Regions from separate parts of the Sus scrofa genome. Here all the other regions are linked to region 1. Evidence: chromatin contacts called from public Hi-C data. All regions are on one chromosome and are shown on one strand. The core of a region is the stretch at or near the end of the contact, and the rest is flanking DNA. Distances in the headings are between cores, read along the strand shown. Region 1 has its middle 280 kb from the start of MYC. Region 2 has its middle 110 kb from the start of MYC. Region 3 has its middle 430 kb from the start of MYC.

Region 1 (3,605 bases), core at 591-3,090:
TTAGAGTTGCCTAAATGATCCTCTCCTTCCTTCCTTCCTCCTTCCCCCCTCCCTCACTTCCCATTTTCCTTCCCCTCTTCCTTCCTTCTTGGGAGAGTGAACTTTTGAATACAACGAGCCACACTGGCTTTGAATTGCAATTCTGTCACTTAAGCGTGTCACGGCTTTAAACATCAGTTTTTTTTTCCTCTGGAAAATAAGACAAATAATTGTATTCACATCAAAGAAATCTCAGGAAGATTAAATGCACTAGGCTATGTCAGAACATTCCTCAGCATATCAGGCCTTGAATAAAAAGCTCAGTAAATGTCTCCTTTAATTATTACTACTCAAAGGCATTTGTTGAAAGAAATATGCATGTCTATATGTGTGTATGTGTGTATGTACACATATATAAATTATATAAATACATTAAAATGTAATTAGGAAGGAATAGGACGAGAGTTGTACATGCTGAGACCACAGACATCCTCAAGCAACAAGCTCTAGTGAACAGAACCTCCACGTGTTGGTTAACTCTGCACCTTCCCCATGGAATGCCATACTGATCCTGCTTCTTTTAAAAATACTGCTGATGCTCAATGGTCACCATCACCCAGAAGCATGCTTCTATCTTCCCTTGTGCTCCTCCTTCCCATCAAAGAGTCCTTCACAGTGTCTGCAACAAGAAAAACCTAACACAGACTTCCCCAACTGCGCGTACTGAGACAGAAATAAGCCGGCGTCATATTCTACAAAGCTTTGTTTGGTCACCTCAGTTAGAAGGCCAACATCAGAGCACTGTCTTCAAATTCTCCAGCATCTGCTAGTTGACCTTGATCAAAGCTACCCCAGCCCGCACACCTTTGGTGGTATGGTCAGGACTGTAACTGATGAAACCTTTTAGCCACATGAACGATAACGTCACACCAAAATCTCCACTGGAGAATGACCTGCCTTGTGCATGAATTAATTTATAGTAAGAAATAGGATACGTAGGGATGTAGGAATTAGGTCATTCCATAGGTAGGGATGACCTTGTCTGCTGTATCCTTTCTGGACCCTCAGGGACTGTCAATAAATACTAGCGAATCAATGAGTAAATCCACGGGAGGCTGTAGGAAAGGAACCGGTTTAAAAAGAACTGCTAAATGTTATTGAATGTTTATTTGTGTGCCAGAAAGTTTAACATGCACTCATTAATTTAATGCAAATTAATTAATTAATATTAATTAATTTAAACAACCAGACATTATGGCAGGTCCTATTTTTATTTCCATTTGTGAGAGGATGAAACTAAAGCTAAGAGGAGTTAAAGCCTGAGGTCAGGACGGCACAGTGCTTTTCCTGATCATAACACATGGTCTCAAATGCCCTTTTTGCTTTCACCAAATGGTAAGAGAAAAACATTCAACTTTGACATTTTACTTCAGCATAAAACTTATTAAATACTCTAGTGGTTCCACTAGGTGGACTATGGTTTCATATTCCATAGGGCTTTGCCTCAGTTTATCCATGTGCAAGGCAGAAACAATGAAGCCTGCCTCTTCTCTGGGAGGTTCTGAGACTTCATTAGGGCAACAGTTATTAAAATGCTTTGAAGTTAGAAAGTACTTATTAATAGCAGGACTCATGGTTATATTTCCAAATAGGATATCCTCGTCTTTAAAGCCAGTTGCCTGGGATGAGCCCCAAGGCCCCCCAAAGGGAATGGGAAAGGGAGCATTCACGTCGGATGCCTAATTCAGCCCATATGGTTTTGCAGCGATTCCATAAGTGAGGAGGAGAGCAAATAACCCCATCTCTTTAGCTTTCAAGTGTGGGAACATTCAAGCTTGCTCCTTAATGATTCTAACATTCAGGAATGTTGGCACCTTTTCTTCCTGACTTCACGTTATGAAACCCAGGGGGTGTTGAGTAACAGGATGTACGTTCATGCCATTTTCAGTTTCTTTGGGGGTTCATTTTGGGAAACCTTCCTTCAAGCAAGACTTCAGTGGTTAGACACGGAACAGCCCTTTAACCTCAGGGCTGTTGCCTCCAACGTGGTGTAAAGGTCCTGGTGTGTGGGGTAAGAGTTGGATCCTGTTCCTGATGGGTTAGGAGCCATTGTTTGCAAATGTGCTCCCCGTTGGAAAAGGATTAGATCCCGGATAGTAGGGAACATTATGTTCATATTGCAAAATCTTGGTATGATCTGGTCTTCGGGCTGATGGGGATTTGATAAAGAATTCTTCTTGGCTGAGAGTGGCGTCCTTGGGCTCTGCCTATTGCTGCATCCCATCCCCCCACCCCCCACCCCACCCCCAGTCACACTGCAAGGCAAGATTTAGAGAAATCCCTTTGGCTCGGCCAGAGTTGCCTCGGGGCTGTGGGAAGATCACATGATTCCGGGCAGAAAATGGATTTTGCCTCTCTAATGTGTTACCTTGGGCAGGTGGTTTTAACTCTGCAGCTTAAGGTCTCTCATCGGAAGGTGGGGACCATAATATTTTATTCTCTTTACCATCCGGGTTTTGCGATGATCAAATCTTTCTCTATCTCTATCTATTACTCTAGCTATTGCCTTACAGTAGCTGGAGAGACAGACTGATAGAAATATAGGAACATATGGGAAATGGGAGGCAGTCTAGCGTGGTGACCATGACGTAGATTCTAATTCTGTGCGGCCCTGGGAAACTTACTTAACTTCTGTCTCAATTTCTTCCTCGGGAAGAAAGAGATGAAAATAATACCCACATCAGAGCGTTCCGAAAATTAAATGAGATGATTTACGTTGAAGCACTTAGCACAAAACCTGGCACACTGTAATCTTGTAACAAGTCTTAGCTTCGGTCAACGGCCTCATTGTTAAGGGAATGGTTAGAAACTTATAAAAGGTTATACAGATGCAGAAAGTATTACTATCTTTTAAATTTGCGCTTTATTTTGGCAAAAAGCAATCCCAAGGCTTACAAATTGTTCTTTGGAAAAATGAATTATTCACCAGGTTATTGGCCTCAGCACATTTATTTCATCCTCAGCAGGAACGAGAGAAGTGCAAAATCTGCTGGCTGCAGCTGTGGCCCACTTAAGGGGTGCACTTGAGGAAATTCAGCACAGTGAGAACCTGGCTGCGACTGTTTCTTGTGAGGTCAATGTCTTTTGCAGAATAGGATCCATGGTGAAAAGATGCCTGGAAAGTGAATCTCTGCAAACTGAATGCTATCTTCTTATGAGGTTTCTGTCTAATTGCACAAATATGTTCATTCAGAAACTGGGACAGACAATATTAGCTGATATTTCCAGTCACTTCTTCAATAGAAATATTGTAAGTATGTGCTAATAAGATCACCCATAATTGCAAAAGAGTGAGGTTTTTCTTTCACCGTGGTCTCTTGAAACCTGAGAGAGGTAATTCATGCTGACAGATGATCAGAGTTACCTGTGGATCTTTAAAAAGTGTCCCGCTTACCCTCTCATGCTTCTGATTCACAGGTCTGGATGAGGCTCAGGACTTTTGTTATTTGGGGGTTTGTTTTAGAGCCACAGATGATTTTTTACGCACAACTAGTGAGAACCACCGGAAGGGAAGACAGAGGCATCTTAAATGAATAGTACTCATCACTGATTTAATAATTCAACTC
Region 2 (3,605 bases), core at 785-3,284, 180 kb before region 1:
GCTCTGGGATTCACATCACGAGTTCATGGGACATTGGAGATGCAGAATCTTCCATCGCTAGGCGCTTGGTATTTTAAGTCACGGTGCACACACAGAAGTTCCCCAACAGAGCGGGCACCCGATGAGAAGCCTGCTCATACGTTTTTATCTCTTGCCCTGCGCTGCTGGAGAGCATCAGCAAGAAATGCCTGGGATGCATGCTTTTTGTAAAGGGATTTGTGCAATATTCGATTGCTCATCGATTTGCATTTAGGGATCTTGAGGTTTTCATTCACACGCCAGTGAAAGAGACCCCTGGGGTCGTGAGATCCAAAGCATTCTAGTAACACTCAAGAGTCACCTATTGTACAACGCTAGAACTAGAGAACTCTCCTCTACTGTCGCCTCCACTCCCATTCTGACAGGACTGCCCTTTAGCAACCAGTTGTTGCATCCAGCTTCTGTTTGTGGCACAGGGTGCACTACCTGAGGAGAGAGAGAGTCTGTTGCACTACTGGGCAATAGTTCTCACTGTTAGAAAGTTCTTCTGAGGTTATCTAGTTGTGTGATCTGGGGCCAAGCCACTTCCCTATCTGGGCTGCAGATTCCCATCTGAAAACAAGGCAGATGAACGAGTTGACTTGACCTTCCAATTCTAGACATCTGTGTCCTTTGGGTCAATGCCAGTTTCTTCTCCTCATTCCATTCCTTCTTTTTCTCTTGTTAATCTCATACTCCTCATTTATTCCTCCATGCTTTCCCCTTTGGTAACCATAAGTTTGTTTTCTATATCTGTGAGTCCTGTTTCTGTTTTGTAAATAAGTTCATTTGTATTATTTTTTTAACTTTTTTTTTCTTTTTAGGGCCGCACCCACAGCATATGGAGGTTCCCAGGCTAGGGGTCGAATTGGAGCTGCAGCTGCCAGCCTAATACGCCACAGCCACAGCAATGTCAGATCTGAGCCAAATCTATGACCTATACCACAGCTCACAGAAACATGGGATACTTAACCCGTCACAAATCGAACTTGGGTCCTCATGGATATTAGTCAGGTATGTTTCTGCTGAGCCACAATGGGAACTCATGTATTATTATTTTAGATTGCACACGTAAATGAGATCACATGATATTTGTCTTTCTTTGTGTGACTTACTTCACTTAGCAGGACAATCTCTAGGTCCATCCATGTTGCTGTAAATGGCAATATTTCATTCTTTTTTATGACTGGGAAATATTCCGTTGTATTACCTGGAATATAATATTTCATTATATTACCTGGAAATATCTATTTCCCTGGTGTGTGTGTGTGTGTGTGTGTGTGTGTGTGTGTGTGTACACATTTAGGTTGCTTCTATATCTTGACTGCTATAAATAGTGCTACAATGAACACTGGGGTGCATGTATCATTTCTAGTCAGAGTTTCCATCTTTTCTGGATATATGCCCAGGCATGGGATTGTTGAATCATATGGTAACTATTTTTTGGTGTTTTTTTTTTTTTTTTTTTTTTTGTCTTTTTAGGGCCATACCTGTGGCACATGGAAATTCCCAGGCTAGGGGTCAAATCGGAGCTGCAGTCGCTGGCCTACACCACAGCCACAGCAATGCAGGATCTGAGCCATGTCTGCCACCCCCACTGCAGCTTACGGCAATGCTGGATCCTTAACCCACTGGGTGAGGCCAGAGATCAAACTTATTTCCTCATGGATACTAGTCAGGTTTGCTACTGTTGAGACAAAACAGGAACTCCCTACTTTTAGTTTTTAAAAAGAAACTCCAGACTGGTTTCCACAGTAGTTAAACCAATTTACATTCCCACCAACAGTGTAGGCGAGTTCCCTTTGCTCCACATCTTCTCCTGCATGTATTATTTATAGACTTTTCAATGATGGTCATTCTGACTGATTTTTGGAACATCCCAAACCCATCCTGGTTTTCCTCCTTGGTGATTAATTGCTTCTTCTCTTTCTCCTCCTTCTTCTCTTCTTCCTCCCAGCCTCTCAATCTTAGTGTTCCCCAGGGTTTGGCCACTTCTTACACTGTTGAACTCACCCAGACTCTAGCCCAGACCTTAGTGATGTCATACTCTGCCAAGCTGTCAGAACCACCCCTACGGGAAGGACTTTCTAAGGCAGGTCTCCAGCCAGCCCCTAGGTCTCATCCTGACACCTCCACTTGGATGTCTCACAAGGCTTTCAACCTTAACATGCCCCAAACTAGTCTTTTAATCTTCTCTCTACCTGCATTTATCTAGACTTTAAAGTCTCAGGAATAGCTTAGGCTAGAAGACAGTTTCATTTTTCCCCTTTCTATAACTTTCCCCACCAACCATCAGCACGGTCTACTGGGTCCACTAATTAAACTTTTCCCACTCGCTCACTTGATTCCATCTCTACTACCCTCAACCTGGGACCAACCACATCAGTGCTTGCCTGGACTTTTTGTTGTTCTTGTTGTTGCTTTTTAGGGCCACACTAGTGGAATATGGAAGTTCCCAGGCTAGGGGTTGAATCGGAGCTACAACTGCCGGCCTACACCACAGCCACAGCAATGAAGGGTCCGAGCTGCGTCTGCGAACTACACCGCAGCTCACGGCAATGCTGGATTGCTGACCCACTGAGCAAGGCCAGGGATCAAACCCACATCCTCATGGACACTAGTCAGATTTGTTTCTGCTGCACCACGACGGGAACTCCTGCCTGGGCTTCTTCCTATGACAACCTTTTAGAGGTTACTCCTATCTCTCTCTCCCTGGCCATTCCCTAAACAGCAGCAAGATGAAATTTGAATTGTGTCTCTTCTCTGCTTAAAATGCTTCCAAGTCTTCCCCTTGTGCCTAGAATAAAATCCCAGATCTGGACTGAAGCTCATACTCTCCCACTTGCTCAACCCCTCCCCCACCCCGCAAGGCCATCTTGGGCCATGGTCTATGTGCTCAGGCCACATTGGCCTTCTCTTTGCTCCTCCAACACGCTGGTCTCTATCCCACCTCACAGCCTTCACCGGGGCTGTTCCCTCTCCCGAGAATGAGAATTCTCTTCCCTGAGCAACCTCCTTCTCATCTTTTGGGTTTTAGCTGAAAATGCTTTCAGAAGAGGCCTTATCTGGTTGTCTGATTCTTCTACTCACTAACTATGTGACTTTGGAGAAGTGGTTTCCCCACACCAGACTTATCTCCTTTTTCATTTATAAGGTGATAATAATAATATTTATTTGGCAAATCTGTGAAGATTATAGGAATGAATCAATGATTCATTCAATTTGTGCATTCAATGTATACAATAAATAACACACTTATTGAAAGCTTCCTAGGCACTGTACCTGGGGTGGAAGATAAAAGATGAGAGTACATTTGTGCCTGGCACACAGCAGGTGCTCAAAGAATATTTACTTCCTTTAAACCCTAACTCCCTAACACTCAAGCCAGTCTTTTCAAACCCTTTCTACCTCCTTCTAAAGAGTTTTATGTTTACAGTTGTCCTAACACCTCCAATCGGAGCAATATTAGCTATTTATAGAGTGCCTACTATGTATCGAGGGTTCTAGATACATCGTCCAAGATTCTCCTGACAACCCCAGAAGGGAGGCATTTCCATTACCCCCATCCTACAGATGGAGATGAAGCT
Region 3 (3,605 bases), core at 632-3,131, 140 kb after region 1:
CCCCTCCTAGTTGGGTTTCCAACCTTCCAAAGTCCAACCCCAGGCCAGCATTTCCAACTTCATCTTTCTAACACGCTTTTCCTAAATCACAGCATGTGTTTTCATACCACGCTGGCTCTGCTCTCACTCTTTCTAGTGTTTTTTTTTCCTCCCTTCTCTGTCTGTTAAACCAGAACCTTCGTTCATGGCCCAGCTCACAGTCCTCCTTTGGGAGACCTTTTCTTGCTCCGCTCTTATGGATGCCGCTGGTCTCTGTGTTGTGAAAGCAAAAGGACGTAGCCATTGCAACTCTGTCGTACCGGAGACCGCTGTTGAAACTATTGTCACTCTTGCTCACCTGCATTCTGCGGCAATTATGTGAAGGATGAGCTCCTAAGGGTCTGACATGGCACCACACCCTCTTCACTTCTGTACATTCCTTGTACTTAGCTCCTAACTCCATGACCCCCCACCCCCGCCCAAAGGATTACCAAATGCCAGTCCATCTAGAGGTCCTGCCAGTGCCTTCTCCAAAACAGCACTCGAACTCATGTACCACGTCAGCTTGACCACAGTCATTTCTTACCAGGTGTACTTCAACAACCCCCAGAATTAGCTCTCACCTCCTGTGCTGGCCCCACTTCAGGTTATTCCCCAAAGAGTCATCAGAGTTAAAATGTAAACCAAAGTGTTACCTTCTCACTTAATGAACTCCCTTGCAGTGATACTGAAACCTACATTTTGACCTTTTCATGCTTCCCGCCCCTTCTCACCCATTTGGAACAGTCCCCTTCTGTTGCCTGGCTCACTGCCCTATGATCACACTCATCTTCTTTCAGTTTCTCCAACAGACCAAATTACCCTTTTTTCCCCTTCAGCCTCTTACTCATTCTGTTCTCTCTGCCTGGAAAGCTCAAGCCTTAATGTTTCTAGTTGCTAGCTTTGTAAAGCCTTTAAGTCTCAGCTTAGAAGCCCCCTCCCAGAGAAGACCTTCCATCTAAAATGAGCACCCGGGAGTTCCCGTCGTGGCGCAGTGGTTAACGAATCCGACTAGGAACCACGAGGTTGCGGGTTCGGTCCCTGCCCTTGCTCAGTGGGTTAACGATCCGGCGTTGCCGTGAGCTGTGGTGTAGGTTGCAGACGCGGCTTGGATCCCGCGTTGCTGTGGCTCTGGTGTAGGCCAGTGGCTACAGCTCTGATTCGACCCCTAGCCTGGGAACCTCCATATGCCGCGGGAGCGGCCCAAGAAATAGCAAAAAGACAAAAAAAAAAAAAAAAGAAATAGCAAAAAGACAAAAAATAAAATAAAATAAAATGAGCACCCTCCCCCGCCATGTACTTCCTTATACTATGGAACCAAATACTCAGATCCTTCTTACTGCTTTGAGGATGGGTGACAATTGTTATGTGTGTTTTCCAGTGGTTTATTGTTGGGCTCTTCTCTACCAGACCTGGAGCTCCATGATGGCAGGAATCAAGTTCATTTTGGCGTCATTCCCTTCTTAGGGCCAACCATAGAGCCCAGCACACAAGAAGCAAGAGCAAAATGTGCTAAGTGAATGACAGTTCATCAGTGGCCTTGGAGGCACAAGGACTCTCAGAGCAAGAAGGAGACTCAGAGCTACCTGGTCAAAACCCTTCATTTTACAAGTGAGAAAATCAAGGTATAGGGCTTGGCATGAGTTCTCCTGAGGCCCCCTCGTTAGCATCTGCCAACCTCTCCTGGAGTTTGGGGGCATCCTTCATTATCAAGTTCTCATGCCCTAGGCATCTAGAAACTATGCAATAACTAGAGATCATTAATGAAATAATCTGACAGGAAAACCAAAAGCTTCATGCACTTCAACCTTTCACTGTGAAATGAAAGCAAAGCCGAAGGAAATGCCATCTGACTAATTTCTAACCAAGGCAAATCTTCTCTCTTAGTCACCCCCAAGACAAATGTCAATGTTCTGCAAGCACCGTGAGAGCTGCCAAGGTCCATGGCAGCTTCCCAGATCTGCTGTGCCCTGCAAGGGGATCTGGGATCGAGTGCAGAGCTGAGTGGCCTGAGTGCTTCTCAGATAAGCAGAGAGAAGCTGGCACTTTAAATAGACACCCCTTCCTTCTACTAGGAACTGTTTTCTACCAGTCTGTGGCTGTGAATTTATTGTTTCTATTCTTGTTCCTGTTTCTTTCGATCTCTGGGTCTCAGTGTTCTTGCCTCTGCAATAGAGTGGTTGCTATGGAGGTCTTTCTGGCCTTGGCATTCTATAAGTGTGCTTTATGGAGTTAGGACTCAAGCTTTAATGAGTTACAATTCACAGAGCATTTTATTCAGATCTACCGTGTTCACAAAAGTAGGTGATGATTTCAATACCTATTAGCCTCCCATTGGCGTCCTCTACTGTTCTAAGCAAGCGTGAGATCCTGGTGAATCCTGAAGCTCACACCTCCTGCTTTCTGCTCCCTCAGGCCTTGCTGTCTTTGGAAGACCAAGATATTCAGAGGAGAGGGGGGTGGTCTCAAAGCTGATGGTAGGGCTTTCAGAAATGCAGGGGAGCCTGTTTGATCACAAGCAGCCTTTGCAGGACCGCCAATATCATCACCAAATGCCAGGTCACCCAGTGCACTTACTATTTATTCTACAAATATGTACTAAGCAACTCAATATGAGATGCATTGGGTTAGGTGCTGGAGAATCAGAAATAGAAAATGATCCCTGTCTTCTAGAAATACACAGATTCATAAGGAGATGGGCAGTTAAGCTATTTCAGTGTAGTAGTGAGATGTGTGAATTAAGAAAGCTGCTTTTTCTTGGAAGACTCCATCTTGGGGCGTTGGAAAGGGCTTCTCAGAAGAGCTATGAGGACTACCTGATGGAAGGTGGGAAGGAATCTTCTCGGCAGAGACAGAGGAGATGACAACATCAGGTGGAGAAGCCTTAGTTCACAAAGGTACAGCGTTCAGTTTGGTATCCCCTGGGAATGGTGACAAATATAAGATGATTTTGTGGTGACATCAGGGAAGGGAGAAGATGAAGAGGAGAGTGGAGATGATTCTGGGGGAGCAGGTTGAAACTGGATTGAGAAGGGTCTTTTATGCCAGGTTAATGGGCTTGGATTCCATTCTACACCCACAGGTGGAGATTCCGATTAATGTGGGGTGTGTGCATGCATGCGACATAGTCAGGTGTGATATTTAGGAAGACAGTGGTGTCTAGGGAAGGATGGAGAATGTAAATGAGAGAAGCATGACGGAATACAGCTTCTGGGGAACTGTGAACATTCTGGCAGCTACACTGCTGATGAGTAAAGGGGAGACAAGCTTTGGAAAAGTATGCCGGGACTGATCAGTGGAAGGCTGTATAAGGAGTTTGTATCAATAGATACAGCTAGTGGATGCTCCTCATAGCTTTTTTCCTGTGATTTACATGACAGTGATTAATGGAGAACCTACACGGAGCTTTGCCTGGCACTGCGTAGTGTGAAATGAAGTAGCTGAAGCTGAGACTTTTCTAGAAGAGGCCACTTTCCCACCTCTTGTACACGCTTATGGCTAAAGTCCTTTCGTGCCTCAAGGAGTGTGCAGTTGGTTTTCTCAGCGTCTGTGGCCTTGACAATCTTCTGGCTTCTCAGAGCCTCCTT

Evidence for each region. Hi-C and Micro-C count contacts between places; a contact is called where the count stands out from the background.
Region 2: a Hi-C map of embryonic fibroblasts shows a contact between it and region 1, with 3 times the contacts expected there. A contact is called at or near these places in 3 of 47 Hi-C or Micro-C datasets (embryonic fibroblasts and fibroblasts).
Region 3: a Hi-C map of subcutaneous adipose tissue shows a contact between it and region 1, with 2.1 times the contacts expected there. A contact is called at or near these places in 5 of 47 Hi-C or Micro-C datasets (adipocytes, fibroblasts, heart right ventricle and 2 more).

What each region holds. Positions count from the first base shown.
Region 1 is chr4:12,742,986-12,746,590 of Sscrofa11.1, forward strand. No RefSeq gene overlaps it. Among named protein-coding and RNA genes, the nearest start is that of MYC, 280 kb to the left of the region's middle.
Region 2 is chr4:12,564,412-12,568,016 of Sscrofa11.1, forward strand. No RefSeq gene overlaps it. Among named protein-coding and RNA genes, the nearest start is that of MYC, 110 kb to the left of the region's middle.
Region 3 is chr4:12,883,845-12,887,449 of Sscrofa11.1, forward strand. No RefSeq gene overlaps it. Among named protein-coding and RNA genes, the nearest start is that of MYC, 430 kb to the left of the region's middle.